Regions from separate parts of the Sus scrofa genome. Here region 1 is linked to region 2. The links are chromatin contacts, called in public HiChIP or PLAC-seq maps. All regions are on one chromosome and are shown on one strand. The core of a region is the stretch at or near the end of the contact, and the rest is flanking DNA. Distances in the headings are between cores, read along the strand shown. Region 1 overlaps RBPJ (recombining binding protein suppressor of hairless). Region 2 has its middle 81 kb from the start of RBPJ.

Region 1 (6,441 bases), core at 2,780-5,279, 290 kb after region 2:
TTCTTAGTTTCTCTAGTCTTTGTCTTTCAGACAAAGACATTTTGTGGACAAGCTGTTTATGGGGGAAGATGAAAGATTTTTTTTTGGATTGATTAGAAAGACACCAAAACTGATGTGGGAGAAGGAATGAAAACTCAGGTTTGGGTGTTGGGTTAAAAGGAATGAGTAGCATCTTAAGAGTTTGTGAGATAAAGAAAATCTTAGCATATGCATAAGAGAAGGGAAATGTAGTATATAATTAATTTACGTGCTACAAGCATTTTAAGTAGTCTTTTTCTCGAAGTCCTCTAAATCTGAACTGAAAAGAAGGTGAAACTATTTAGTTGATAATTTTATCCTCCAAGAGAATGAATATGTGAAAACAGTATTTCAGAATCATACTGTCCAGTGTTCTTTTTTAGTTATTCCAGTGTACTAAATTTCTGATTATTCTGTTTTACTTCACTAATGAAACTTAATCATCTGATTTAGAGTTAAATGTAGGAAGAAGTTGGTGCCTACAGTTTGGGACATAGAAACCAAATCCAGATAGTAGCCACTTTTTGCATGAAATTAATACTGGAAATTCAGGTCCTGCTTCTAATGATGAAAACTTATGTATCTAAGAGATTGTCTTCTGTCCATTTAAACAAAACAAGTCAATACCCTGATTGCTTGAGATGGGTCTAAAAGGCCAGCCTTGTACCTCATAGTGAATCTGAAGAAGGAACCATTTCCCTAGTCATGAGCTTGACATTGTTCTGGAAATGCCTTACAAATATCTTTAAATTTTAATCCTCAGAATAATATTATGGAGTAGACATGTTTTAATTCTCATTTTGTGAATAAGAAGACTAAAGATAAGAGATTAACATGCCCAGGTTCACTTTAGTTAGGAGTGATGGAGCCAGGACTGGAACTCCTGGGTCCGTAATTCTAAATTTCATATTTTTTTTCATTTCCCTTATTTTTATTACCTTCCATTTTGCATTTGAGTGTTAATTATCTAAAGCAAGGTTTGGGCATGGAGAAGTTACCTAAGAACCTAAATATGCCTAAAGAACCCAAACTTTATAAACTTAACTTTGCCTGAGATTCTCTCTTTTACCATTAACTAAGTGAGATTGGGCTGGATCTAATGGAAATACGCATAAACATATGTTCACTATATAGCTGCCAACCTGGGCAGTGTTGCTGTTTTTTTCCCCCGGATTTTTGAAGATAGGTTTTAGTACAATTAGATTGATTTATTGCCTCATTTATTCTGCATTTCTGATAATGTTAGAGCCCAGGTACTATGCAAAAGGCTCTTCGTTGGGAATCTTAAAAACCACTATATCATTTAATACTATGATGGATAACTGAGGCCCGGTGGAAATAATAGAAGGGGAAGAGCTATTCAAAAAAGTATAGTCCAGATAAGGTTCCTCTTTGTTAGTAAGCGTTAAAATACAAAGCTGTAGTGGCTTATCAAGTTAAAATAGGTGATTTAATGGTTATCTTTTATTATGATGGCCTTTGTTTTTTTATATTTTAGAATTTTTATTGGGATAAGTAGTTGACTTACAAAGTTGTGGTAAGTTCAGGTATACAGCAAAGTAAATCCGTTATACGTATGCATATATCCATTCCTCTTTAGATTCTTTTCCCATGTAGGTTACCACACAGTACTGCGTAAATTCTCCTGTGTTATACAGTAGGTCCTCATTCCTGTCTGTTCTCTATATAGTCATGTGTATATGTCAATCCCAGCCCCATAATTTACCCATCTCCTACTTTCTCCTTTTGTATGATTGCCTTTATTTTCAGCTTCTTTCTATTATTTGGGTATAGCCTGGTCAGTCTAAAACCCCAAAGGAAAGCTCAAAGAATCTAAGCTTCTGACTCCAAAAAATGGGGAAAAAAAAAAAAAAAGAAAAAGCCAGAATAACCTCTTTCATATGTATTAAAATTTCTAGAAGAAACATGCACTAGTTTTACAATAAACGTAGAAACCTATTAAAATTACTCTAGTTTTTAATAGTGTTAGTAAGGGTCTGCTAACAGAGTCCAGCCTCCTGGATGACTAGTAAGGCTTCCTGCCGGAAGAGGTCTTGTCCTGTAGCCCCTAGCGGAGTGCAGTGGAAAGAGGAAGCTCTGCTTTCGTCCTTGCTGATCATATTCAGGCCTTTTTGAAAAACTGCTAAGGCGTTAGGCATGAGGTAACCTGGGGACATGACCACAACAGTCCTCTTGGCTTACAAAGTAACTCCAATGAATGATGCTAGAAATATTTGGTCAGGAAGTTTTATCCTAAAATTTAAAATTGTTCTCAGTATTCACTTTTGTGCTTGATAATGAGTATTTATTTGCGTAACTCATCTGGTATCCCATTTATGTTCATGGTTAGTTTTATTTTTTCATTGAAGAAGGTCTTTCCAGATTGAAAAATAAACTTAAAAAAATTATTTTGTCTAGAAGAAAATTTCCATTAAAGATATGGAAACGCCATTTGACATATTAACATTCCTTCAACTTTGTGTCAGGGCAAGTATGAATAATCAGCAAAGGGTAATGATTCTGCCAAGAAAGTTAGATAATGCAAATGATGTTTTTGGATTTTTGTCTAACCTTATATATTGGGCTGAATAAAAAAGCTTCTTTGAGTCTGTAAGGTATTTTCCAGACTTCATCTCAAAATTTGAGGGAAAAAGTTGTTGAATCACCGAAAATAAAGAGTGATTGTTTGAACTAGGAAATTATTAAAATCATAAATGTGTGCATAACGCCACCAAGTGGCCGATAAAAAGCATTGCTTGTCACAGTTTATTAGATGGAGCTACTGGGAAAGATTAGAAAATAAAGGCATATTGTTTCCTAAAATATCCTTTTTTAGAAACTGTTAAACTCTGAAAGTTGACCTCTTGATGGTCAGACTTTTCACTGAGTGTTTGGTACATATTGACCAACTGTCCAAATTAAAAAAGAAAATTGATTCACATGCTATTGTAAGGGTGTATTTTGTTTTACTTTTGGTTAATTGACATTTTTTTCTTTTTCCCTTTAACTTCCTTTTTTCCCCCCTCTTTTCTCTCGCTCTCACTCTCGCTCTCTTTTTTTTTTTTTTGGTCATACCCATCACATACAGAAGTTCCCCTGCCAGGGATTGAATCTGTACCACAGCAGTGGCCTGAGCCACAGCAATGAGAATGCCAGATTCTTAACCCACTGAGCTACCAGGGAACTCCCTCCTTTCTTTTGTCTTTTTTCTTGTTTGTAGTTTTTTTGTATTGAATCTTAACTTTGGTTTGATTATTAAATTATTTCTGAAGCCTATGGAAATGAAGAGTTGATTCATTAGCTAGTTTTTAGGGGGTGGCCATATAGGGGTGTTTAAAATATGATTTCATCATTGCACGGTAGAAATTATCTTAATGTTTATATTGGATTTGCTGTTTTCTTGAATCACAACTTTCTCAAATAGTCAAAAGTTGATATAAAAGTAAGACTAGTTCAGAGGCAGTTGAAGAATCTTCATTTTTCTTAAGTTTATTATATGATTGGAAAGCATTTTCAATTATAGAACCTCGGTCAGTGTCTAGAGTGGCGAAGAATTTCTTGTCGACCTGATTTTATGTCCTATTGGTTTCATGCTGTTTTATCACAGTACTCCTGAGAAGACTAGCACTACGGAGCCTTTTTACAGTTTTAGCCCTCTTTCTGTTTTTTAAATATGAAAGTGTCTTTTACGGTAGCTTGCTGAGATTTGAGTACTACATTTGGTACACTGTATTAAAACACAGCTCTTTGAATTTTATAGCCAGTATACCAGCTTACTAAGATGTCCTAATATCATCTGTCAGTGTTCAATGAAATAGTAATAGGAGACAAGTTTCCAAAATTGATGCCTTCTCAACTTCCTGATCGTGTGCCAGCTAGGTATTTGAGTCTGTGCCATGGTAAGCATTGGGTGTTTCCAGCTTTAGAGGCCAGAAAGATCCCTGGTGTAGACTTGAACTGATCCAACTCCAGAACTAGCCGATAATCCAGGCATCCCTCCAAACTTAGAGTGACCTGGAGCTGAGCCCACTACCTCGGCCGTGACCTCGGTATCCACAGCCACAAAGAGAGTATGCACAGCCATGAAAGCTCCTCGATACCTTTCTGTTGGCTTAGATAAATATGAGATGACCCCAGGATTTCCTCCTCACTCACCCTGACCCCTTTGGCCTTCTTGGTCTGCTTCCCCATTACCCCTGGCTTGGTCTCCTGTTATCCTCCTCCAGCCACTGGTCTGTTGTTTGCCTTCTGTCCACTGTAGTCCTTCCTACTTTGGAGCCTTTGCCCTTCTTCTGAAATGCTCTCACCCTGGATACCCATGGCTTTAGGTCGTGACTCAGTGTCATGTCTTAAAGAAGCTTTCCCTGACTGCCCAGTTCTTCTACATTTTAAGTACCCCTTCCCTACTTTATTTTTTCCCTTAGTACTTACCGTCAGTTAACAGAGTATATGTTATTTTAGTCATTTACCTTTTTAAAATGGTCTTTCCTATTGGAGTATGAGTTCCATTAGAGCAAGAATTTTTGTTTGTTTTAAATATATTCCTAGTGACTGGTACAGCCTAGAGATGTAATTTTTTTTTTTTTTTAGGGCCATACCTGCAGCATATGGAAGTCCCTAGGCTAGGAGTTGAATCACAGCTGTAGCTGCCGGCCTACACCACAGCCACAGCAAGGACAGATCCAAGCCACATCTGCGACCTACACTGCAGCTTGCAACAACACTGGATCCTTAACCCTCTAAGCAAGTCCACTGAACCTGCATCCTCATGGATACTCTTCAGGTTCTTAACCCACTGAACCACAACAGAAACTCTGGATGTAATAATTTTTGTGAATTAATGAATAATATAAAACCACCCTTCTTATGAATTGATAAATTGTATGTAGAGTGTCTCTAAAGTAGTCTTTGGTAGAGTTGAGCAAAAACTAAGTGCTATCATGTATTTCGATTCAATTCAGTCAATATTGTAATAGAAGCTGAGGGGAAAGCAAACAAGTAGATACCACTCTACTACCTTTAGGGGGGTGCCTGAGAGCTAAATCCAACAGGGTGGCATCTGTGTGTTCATATGCACACATATGCATGTGTGTAATTCTTCTTCTGTTTTATTTTTTTAAGTCTGTATGTTGTTGACCTAAGAAGTGCTAAAAAGTATAAATTAGTTGTCATATTTTAAAATTAGAAATTTCATGTAAAATTTGATTTCAGGTGTCTGTTGGAAAGTTGGAGGATGTGACCAGTGCTAGGCCCCCATGTCCATAGTTCAGCCATGTGAGTGAGTGGATGGGTGTCTACTCACACACTTGCCATTCTCAATTGTGTCCTTGTCATCAGAGCCACACACCTGTGGCTGATTATCATTGCAGTTAAGGGGTTTTTTTCTTTAAAAAATTTAAGGCTTAAAAGAATTAAGAAATTTTTTTCTATGCTTTAATACAAAAAGTGGAAATTACCATGAGGGGACCTACTTCTTTGGGTAGTTAAAGGATATTCCTACTCATTTGTTACACACTTAGTGCACTCATTTATATTACTTGGCGACTATTTGAGTTTATTTGGCTACTATTTGAGTAGATATTTGAGTTTTCAGGCCCCTTGATGAGACATGGCATAATGTTTTAAAATAAATATTAATATTAGTAAGTCTATGTAATTGGGCAAAAGAATTTTACCCTACATAAGGACTGGATTGATGGTCTGGACTATATAAAATGTGGGGCTTGAACTGTGCTTTGAAATAGATATTTTGTAATTGCAAGGAGAAGATTCTAAGGAAGTTATTCTAACTGGGAAGAATTTTTGAGGGCAGATTTCTTGACAGCTAGCAAAAGGGATCTGTTGCTTGTCTATGAATTGAAAGGATACAGTGTATTCTCTGAGGCAGGGGCCGCATTAGGCATTCAAGATAGAAGAAATAAAACATACTAATCCCAGTGACCCATTTTGCTTTTAATTCTTTTACCTAGTTGTATTAATTTTCTACTTTGGGCATTGCTGTGTTTTCCAGGTTAACTACCAAAGTATAATATCCATACCAAGAATATCATCAGCAGTACATCATTTTGAGTAGAACTTAATCAGTAATTGCTGATTCTGTGGTGGTATACCATATTTTCTAATACAGTAGAGTATGTTGAATTTGTTGAATTGTAGTAGTTCAAAACTCTGAGCTATGTGAAAATTTAAAGAGATGTGTCCTTGCTCTAAAAAATACCTAGGCTAAGTGAATGCATAACGTCAATGTGATGAACCTTACCTAACAAATGGAAGGGGAGGTTTTGATCTGTGTGCTGTGGCATAGCTGTATGCTTTACAGAAGACTTCATCAAAATGTTTCATGAGGAGTTAACTTGTTGCAGTTCAGCATGATTTTGTATTCACAAAATGTTCAAGAAAAGGAAATGCTTTCTTGAATGTAAT
Region 2 (6,121 bases), core at 2,794-5,293:
TAAGGGGTCCCTCACCTTCTCCCCCACCCTGTGACTTTCCCCCCAAGATAGATGTTGGTGGCACTCAGACCTGAGAGGATTTGTGCCTTGCCCTCTGGGAGATGCCTGGGGTTTCGGGGGGGATCTCACAGACTAAGTACCAGCCATCAGCCAACCACTGCCCGAGGAGAAAATTCAGCATGCTACTTATTTTTTGTAAATAAAGTTTTATTGGAACATAGCCATGTCCATGCCGTCACAGAGTCTGGCTGCTTAGGGGAACAACGGCAGAGTTGAGGACTTGCCTAAAATGTTTCCCATCTGGCCCTTAAAGGACCAGGCCATCCCCTATTCTGCACGCTATGAAATACTGCAGCAGACAGGGCAACAGGGCAACACAGGCACAGAAGCCCCAAGAAAGCCCTCTGTCCCACAAGCAGATATGTGTAGGAACAGCTGAAAGTTCCCCTTCTGAGAGAGAACGAGTTTGTGTGTATGTACGACTAGGTAATATGTATATATGATTTTGTTGTGCAGCAGAAATTATCACAACCTTGTAAATTAACTATACTTCAATAAAACTTAAAAAACAATAAACAAACAAAAAAAACCACTACATAAATAAATAGAAGTTCCCCTTGCTCCCTCCCTTTCCCCAAATGGGCATAGAATGGCTAACAGAGGCTCAGCAGACCTGAGTAAGGCTTGAAGTTGAGATGGAAGGCTTTTTAACAACTGAAACCAGGATGCCAAGGATGGCCTTTGGGTGCTGGTATGAATAGATGCCAATGGCCAAAGACCAGGCCTGTATCAGAAGAAAGATGGGCTGACCACCTCAACCCCTTCCTCACTCACCCCAGCTCCGATTTCTCCGCATACACATCCCACACTTTCAGGATCTTAGCTGCAACCCCAAGCAGAAAGGACGGGAATGAAATGTCCAATTAAGCCACTGAACCCCGAAATAACAGAAAATACCCAAGGGAGAGATTTTTTACTCTGGAAGTCCCTAGATATTATTTCTCGCCACTAGCAGAACATGGGCTTAAACTAGAAATTAGGTTACAGACAAATGAAGAAAGTTCCACTCTGTGCACACAGTAGGAAGAGCAGAATCTGACTTTGCCGCTGCAGGAAATGGGAACCTCATTCACCGCAATTCTGGAGACCACAGTGGTTGAAGTCCCAGTGGCTCATGACTCAGTGACTCCATACTGATTTCTTTTTCTTTCCACGTCTCCGTAGACTAAGATCATTTCAACCGGTCCAAATCTGCCAGTGATTTTCCTCATTCTACTTTCAGCTTTGGAGGGAAATCCTGCGCAAGCTTACATTTTCATCAATAGGTGGTGCTAACGTGGAGAGGGCTGGGACTCATTATCTGATGATGAATTAGCCAGACACTAATTAAAGTTCCCTTCATCAACTCTTTCCTCTACCACACATTCGCTTTGGTCTAATCAAACTTGGTTTTTAAAGACGCCCTGAGTGCTCTCACCCCAGGCTACCTCTCCCTCTCCGGAGTGCCATCATGGAAAGAATTTCAGAGCCAGAAAATATGGGATATGCATGTGGGCTGTCCGGCTAATTAGATGAATTGGCCAAGACACTTCATCTTTCTAAATCTTAGGATCTTCATTTTTAAAATGCATGAATTGGTCTTGAGTTGAATCCTTGTTGTCCAGGCCAGAAATTCAATTCAACATCCACAGTGAGATACAGTGTTTTTCACTCATCAAATTGATACATTTTAAGAAAAACTTAAGATTCCAAGAAAAAGGAGCTTTGACACAGTACTGGTATAGATTTTTCTGGGGCGCAATTCAGGAATGTGTAGCAGGAGTCCTAAAAACATACACACGCTCTGTCCATCAATTCCACATCTAGGAATGAATTTTAAATTACGGGAATGTACAAAGACATGGCTAAAAGGTTGTTCAATAAAGCAGGACATTTTTGCTTCCCTTGGGGGCTGAGTGTATCTTTGTTAACTAGTTTCTTTCTAGAACATGTGCAGCATCCTCAGCACTAAGCACATTACAATATACATGCAAGACAGCAAAGCAAACTATTGCTTAATCCTATCAAGAGACAAAGAAGTAGAGCCTGGGATTTCTTGAATAGTTTTTATGTACAAGGCTCCGTGCTAGTTTTCCTAAGGTCTTTCTTTAAATATTCTTACCATAACCCTGTGCAAAAGCTATTATTAATCTTATTTTAGGGGAGTTCCTGTCATGGCGCAGTGGTTAAGGAATCCCACTAGGAACCATGAGGTTGCGGGTTCGATCCCTGCCCTTGCTCAGTGGGTTAAGGATCCGGTGTTGCCGTGAGCTGTGGTGTAGGTTGCAGACGAGACTTTGATCCCGAGTTGCTGTGGCTCTGGCGTAGGCTGGCAGCTGTAGCTCCGATTTGACCCCTAGCCTGGGAACCTCTATATGCCATGGGAAGTGGTCCAAGAAATGGCAAAAAGGCAAAAAAAAAAAAAAAAAAAAATTTATTTTATAGCTAGCGAGTCTGAGGCTCAGACAAGGTAATCTTTTTTTTTTTTTTTTTCTCAGCCACTTCATGGCACATGGAAGTTCCCAGGCCAGAGATCAAATCCAAGCCAGAGCTGTGGCCGGGGATCAACCTGGCACCTCCACAGAGACAAGCCAGATCATTAAGCCACTGCACCATAGTGGGAACTCCCAGACAAGTTAATCTTCTTCCAAGCCATGCAGTGCTGGTACATGGAAAAAAAAATGTCCCTTCTGCTTTATAAAGACCAAGTTCCCTAGGGGCTGGAGGAAAACGTGCCCTGTCCCGGAGGTACAGAGAGGCGAATACAGCATATACGTGGGCTTTGATCCCGCCTAAGGATTGGATCTGGGCTCTTCAAAGCCTTTAAGGAAGGATTGTAATTTCAAAGCTTCTGTCAATTCTTTTGGGCTACTAAAAATGAAAACTCATATTGGTCTGGGGTTGGGGGCAAGGCGTTCTTACAAGAGAAGAGCACCAAATCAGGGTTTTATTTGTACAAAAGGAAATTCCATTCTGGACTGGGGGAGTTTAGACATGGGAACCCATAAGGTCTGTGGATACCAAAGTAAAAGAGAGGGGAGCTGTTCCAATATTAACAGATTTGAGGCTTCCTCTGATGAGATGGGGGGAAGAGGATATTGGGGCTTTTTGTCCTTGGGATTGAAAGACACAGTCAAAGTGAAGCCCTGTGTGGAGGTGAGGAGGAAACAGGGCCGAACTCGGCAACATGTTGGGAACTGGAAGGTCAGGGAAGACCAGTAGGGACTTCCACCTGGCCGGAAAGGTGGTCCAGGATCTCGGGTGTAGTCACGGCTGGCTTGGAGCTTAAATTCCCCTTCTGTGCACTGAAATTCCATCCAATTTTAAGTCAAGCCAGAAAGCCCCATGTTAGCACTGCCTTGGGGGTAAAGGAAGGTACTGAGTCTATTTGGGGGACACCATTTGGATGGAGAATGATAAGTAACTGCCAAAATATGTCTACAGCCCTTGGAAGAGACTTGGGTTTCCTTGAGTCTCATGGGTTGAAAGCTGGAGTTATTTGATTTGCTTTTTTTTTTTGGACTATGCCCAGGGCATGTGGAAGTTCCCAGGCTGGGGATCAAACCCACGCCACGGAACCAACCCATGCTGTTGCAGTGACAACGCCAATCCTTAACCCTTTGTGCCCCAAGAGAACCCCTGCATGTTTTTTGAAAGGCTGACCCTGGAGGTTGTAATAAACTCGGGGACACATGAGTTCTATGGGGTTATTATGTTTCAGGGAATGAGACTTCACTGGTCTACAGGACAGCTGAAGCCATGCAGCAGGATCCCTTTTAACAGGGTTCACCTGTTGTAAGGCCGAGGCCTGACCACAAGCACTTGGCTGCCGGCTGCAGACTAGGTGATTACAGCATTAGATCATGCTTATAATGAGAAAAAGACTTCTCCTCCGGCTGACTAATCAGTTTGCCATTTTTATTGCACGATCACTATCTAGAGACAGTGATTCTGAACGCTGTCAACATCCCGGGTGTACACAGGCGTGACAGAAAGAATAGCTACATTAGCAAAGACAACAGGTGGAGGGATTTGCAAACTTGCTAAGAAGGTCAGGACAGCTCGGTCTCCCGGGGCACAGGCTGCCGGCTCCCATTAGAACAGGGATAGCTGCCGTTCCAGTTCCTGTACGCTGAGTCCTCTGTAGCCACTGTGCCTTTTTTTCTTCTTTTAATGTCAATGGCGTTTCACGCCCATTATCAATCTGTATTAGTCTCTAGGGCTGCTGTGCAAATTACCCCAAACTCGATGGCTTAGAGCAGCAGAGCATTGTCCCCTCACTGTTCTGGGGGTCAAACAGCCAAAATTAAGGTGTCGGCAGGACCGTGCTCCCTATGGAGACTCTAGGGGAGAATTCCTGCCTCTTCCAGCTCCTGGCGACTCCAAGGAAAGCCTTGATGTTCCTCAGCTTGTGGCCACATCCTTCCAGGCGCTGTCTCTATCTTCACAGAGCCTCTGCCCATCTCTCCGATTGTCTCCTGTGACGCTTGTCCTGGATTCCTGCACAATCCAGGAATCCAGGATGATCACATCTTTTCTCCCCCATGTTACGGCCACACCCAAGCATAACGAAATTCCTGGGCCAGGGATCGAACCTGAGCCTCCACAGTGACCTGAACCACTGCAGTTGGATTCTTTTTTTTTTTTTTTTTTCTTCTTTTTAGGAGCTGCACTTGTGGCATATGGAGGTTCCCAGGCGAGGGGTTGAATTGGAGCTATTGCTGCCAGACAACACCACGGCCACAGCAACGCAGGATCCAAGCAGTGTCTGACACCTATACCACAGCTCATGGCAATGCCAGATCCTTAACCTACTGAGCCAGGCCAGGGATCGATCCTGCAACCTCATGGTTCCTAGTCAGATTCGTTTCCAGAGCACCATGACCGGAACTCCTGCAGTTGGATTCTTAACCCACTCTGCCACAGCAGGAACTACTAGGATGATTGCGTCTTGAGATCCTTCACTTAATTACATCTGCAATGACCCTTTTCCAACTTAGGTCACATTCAAAGGTACCAGGAGCTGGGATCCAAACATATGTTTGGGGGGTGTGGGCACCATGCAATCTGCTACGGTGATTAATGAAAAAATTCCAAGATGAGTATAGGAAGCGATAATGTTTTGGAAAACCTTGAGACTGTATTTCTCCCTGTTGATTGTCTCCTTTCTCTTCCTGCAGCCCTTCTTCATGTTTTGCCTCAGGAAAAGGAAGGCAAATACCATAAAGTGGAATAAAAGGAAGATAAAGGGGTAAAAGGATAAAAGCAGGACAGATGGACAGAGAAGGAAGAGAGAAAGAGCCCTCCCACTCCTGGGAGAGGTAAGAAGCAGCGGGAAAAGGAAGAAGGCCAGAGAACAGAGTGGGGGTTCTATTTGGACCCCCCTACCCTAAGGTGGAACCGAGAGGACTCATGGAGAACAGACATGGACAACAGACTTGGGGTCGCCAAGGGCGGGGGGTGGGGGCAGGGAGTAGGATGGATGGGGAGTTTCAGGTGAGTAGATGCAAACTATTCCATCTAGAAAGGATGGGCAAGGGAGTCCTGCTGTGCAGCACAGGGAACCGTGTCCAGTCTCTTGGGACAGAACGTGTTGGGGGATGAGATGAGAAAAGGCGTGTATATGTATGCATGACGGCATCACTTTGCTGTACAGCAGAAATTGGCACAACGTTCAAATCGACTGTATCATACTTTAATTTTAAAAAATATAAGAGAGAGAGAGGAGTCAGAAAACCCAGACCAACCAGGAACTCCAAGTGCAAGGGGCCTGCTGCTCATGCTCAGGGTACAGGTGTGTGTGTGTGTGTGTGTGTAAAACACACACACAGCCTCTTTTAATTCTAAAGCATGCAATAGTCACAAATCCTGTCCACAAGTTCTGGTTTCTCACCCCAGCCACCCTGCCCATTTTTTTGGACCATCCCCAACAATGTTTCACGAGCATCGACACTTGCCTTCTCGTCTAATCTTCGCAAGAGTCCTCCGAGATGCAAGTCCCTTCTGAGACGCCTCGCACAGTGACGGGCCAGCTTATGTCCTGACCCCCAGGCCCGTGTGCTGTTCTCTGCACTACATCAAA

What was found. HiChIP or PLAC-seq counts read pairs in DNA pulled down with a chosen protein or histone mark.
Region 1: an H3K27ac HiChIP or PLAC-seq map of skeletal muscle shows a contact between it and region 2, with 6 times the contacts expected there. The contact joins two enhancer-like sites. A contact is called at or near these places in 1 of 47 Hi-C or Micro-C datasets (fibroblasts) and 2 of 2 datasets of contacts at active chromatin or transcription factors (alveolar macrophages and skeletal muscle).

Annotation. Positions count from the first base shown.
Region 1 is chr8:20,140,767-20,147,207 of Sscrofa11.1, forward strand. The region is part of intron 3 of RBPJ (recombining binding protein suppressor of hairless); the gene reads left to right. Among named protein-coding and RNA genes, the nearest start is that of CCKAR, 56 kb to the right of the region's middle. Within about 2 kb of position 4,030, at least 6 of the 83 cell types and tissues checked have an H3K27ac peak or open chromatin away from gene starts, as enhancers often do. A contact at or near this core is called in skeletal muscle, where this site is marked.
Region 2 is chr8:19,848,853-19,854,973 of Sscrofa11.1, forward strand. No RefSeq gene overlaps it. Among named protein-coding and RNA genes, the nearest start is that of RBPJ, 81 kb to the right of the region's middle. Within about 2 kb of position 4,044, at least 6 of the 83 cell types and tissues checked have an H3K27ac peak or open chromatin away from gene starts, as enhancers often do. A contact at or near this core is called in skeletal muscle, where this site is marked.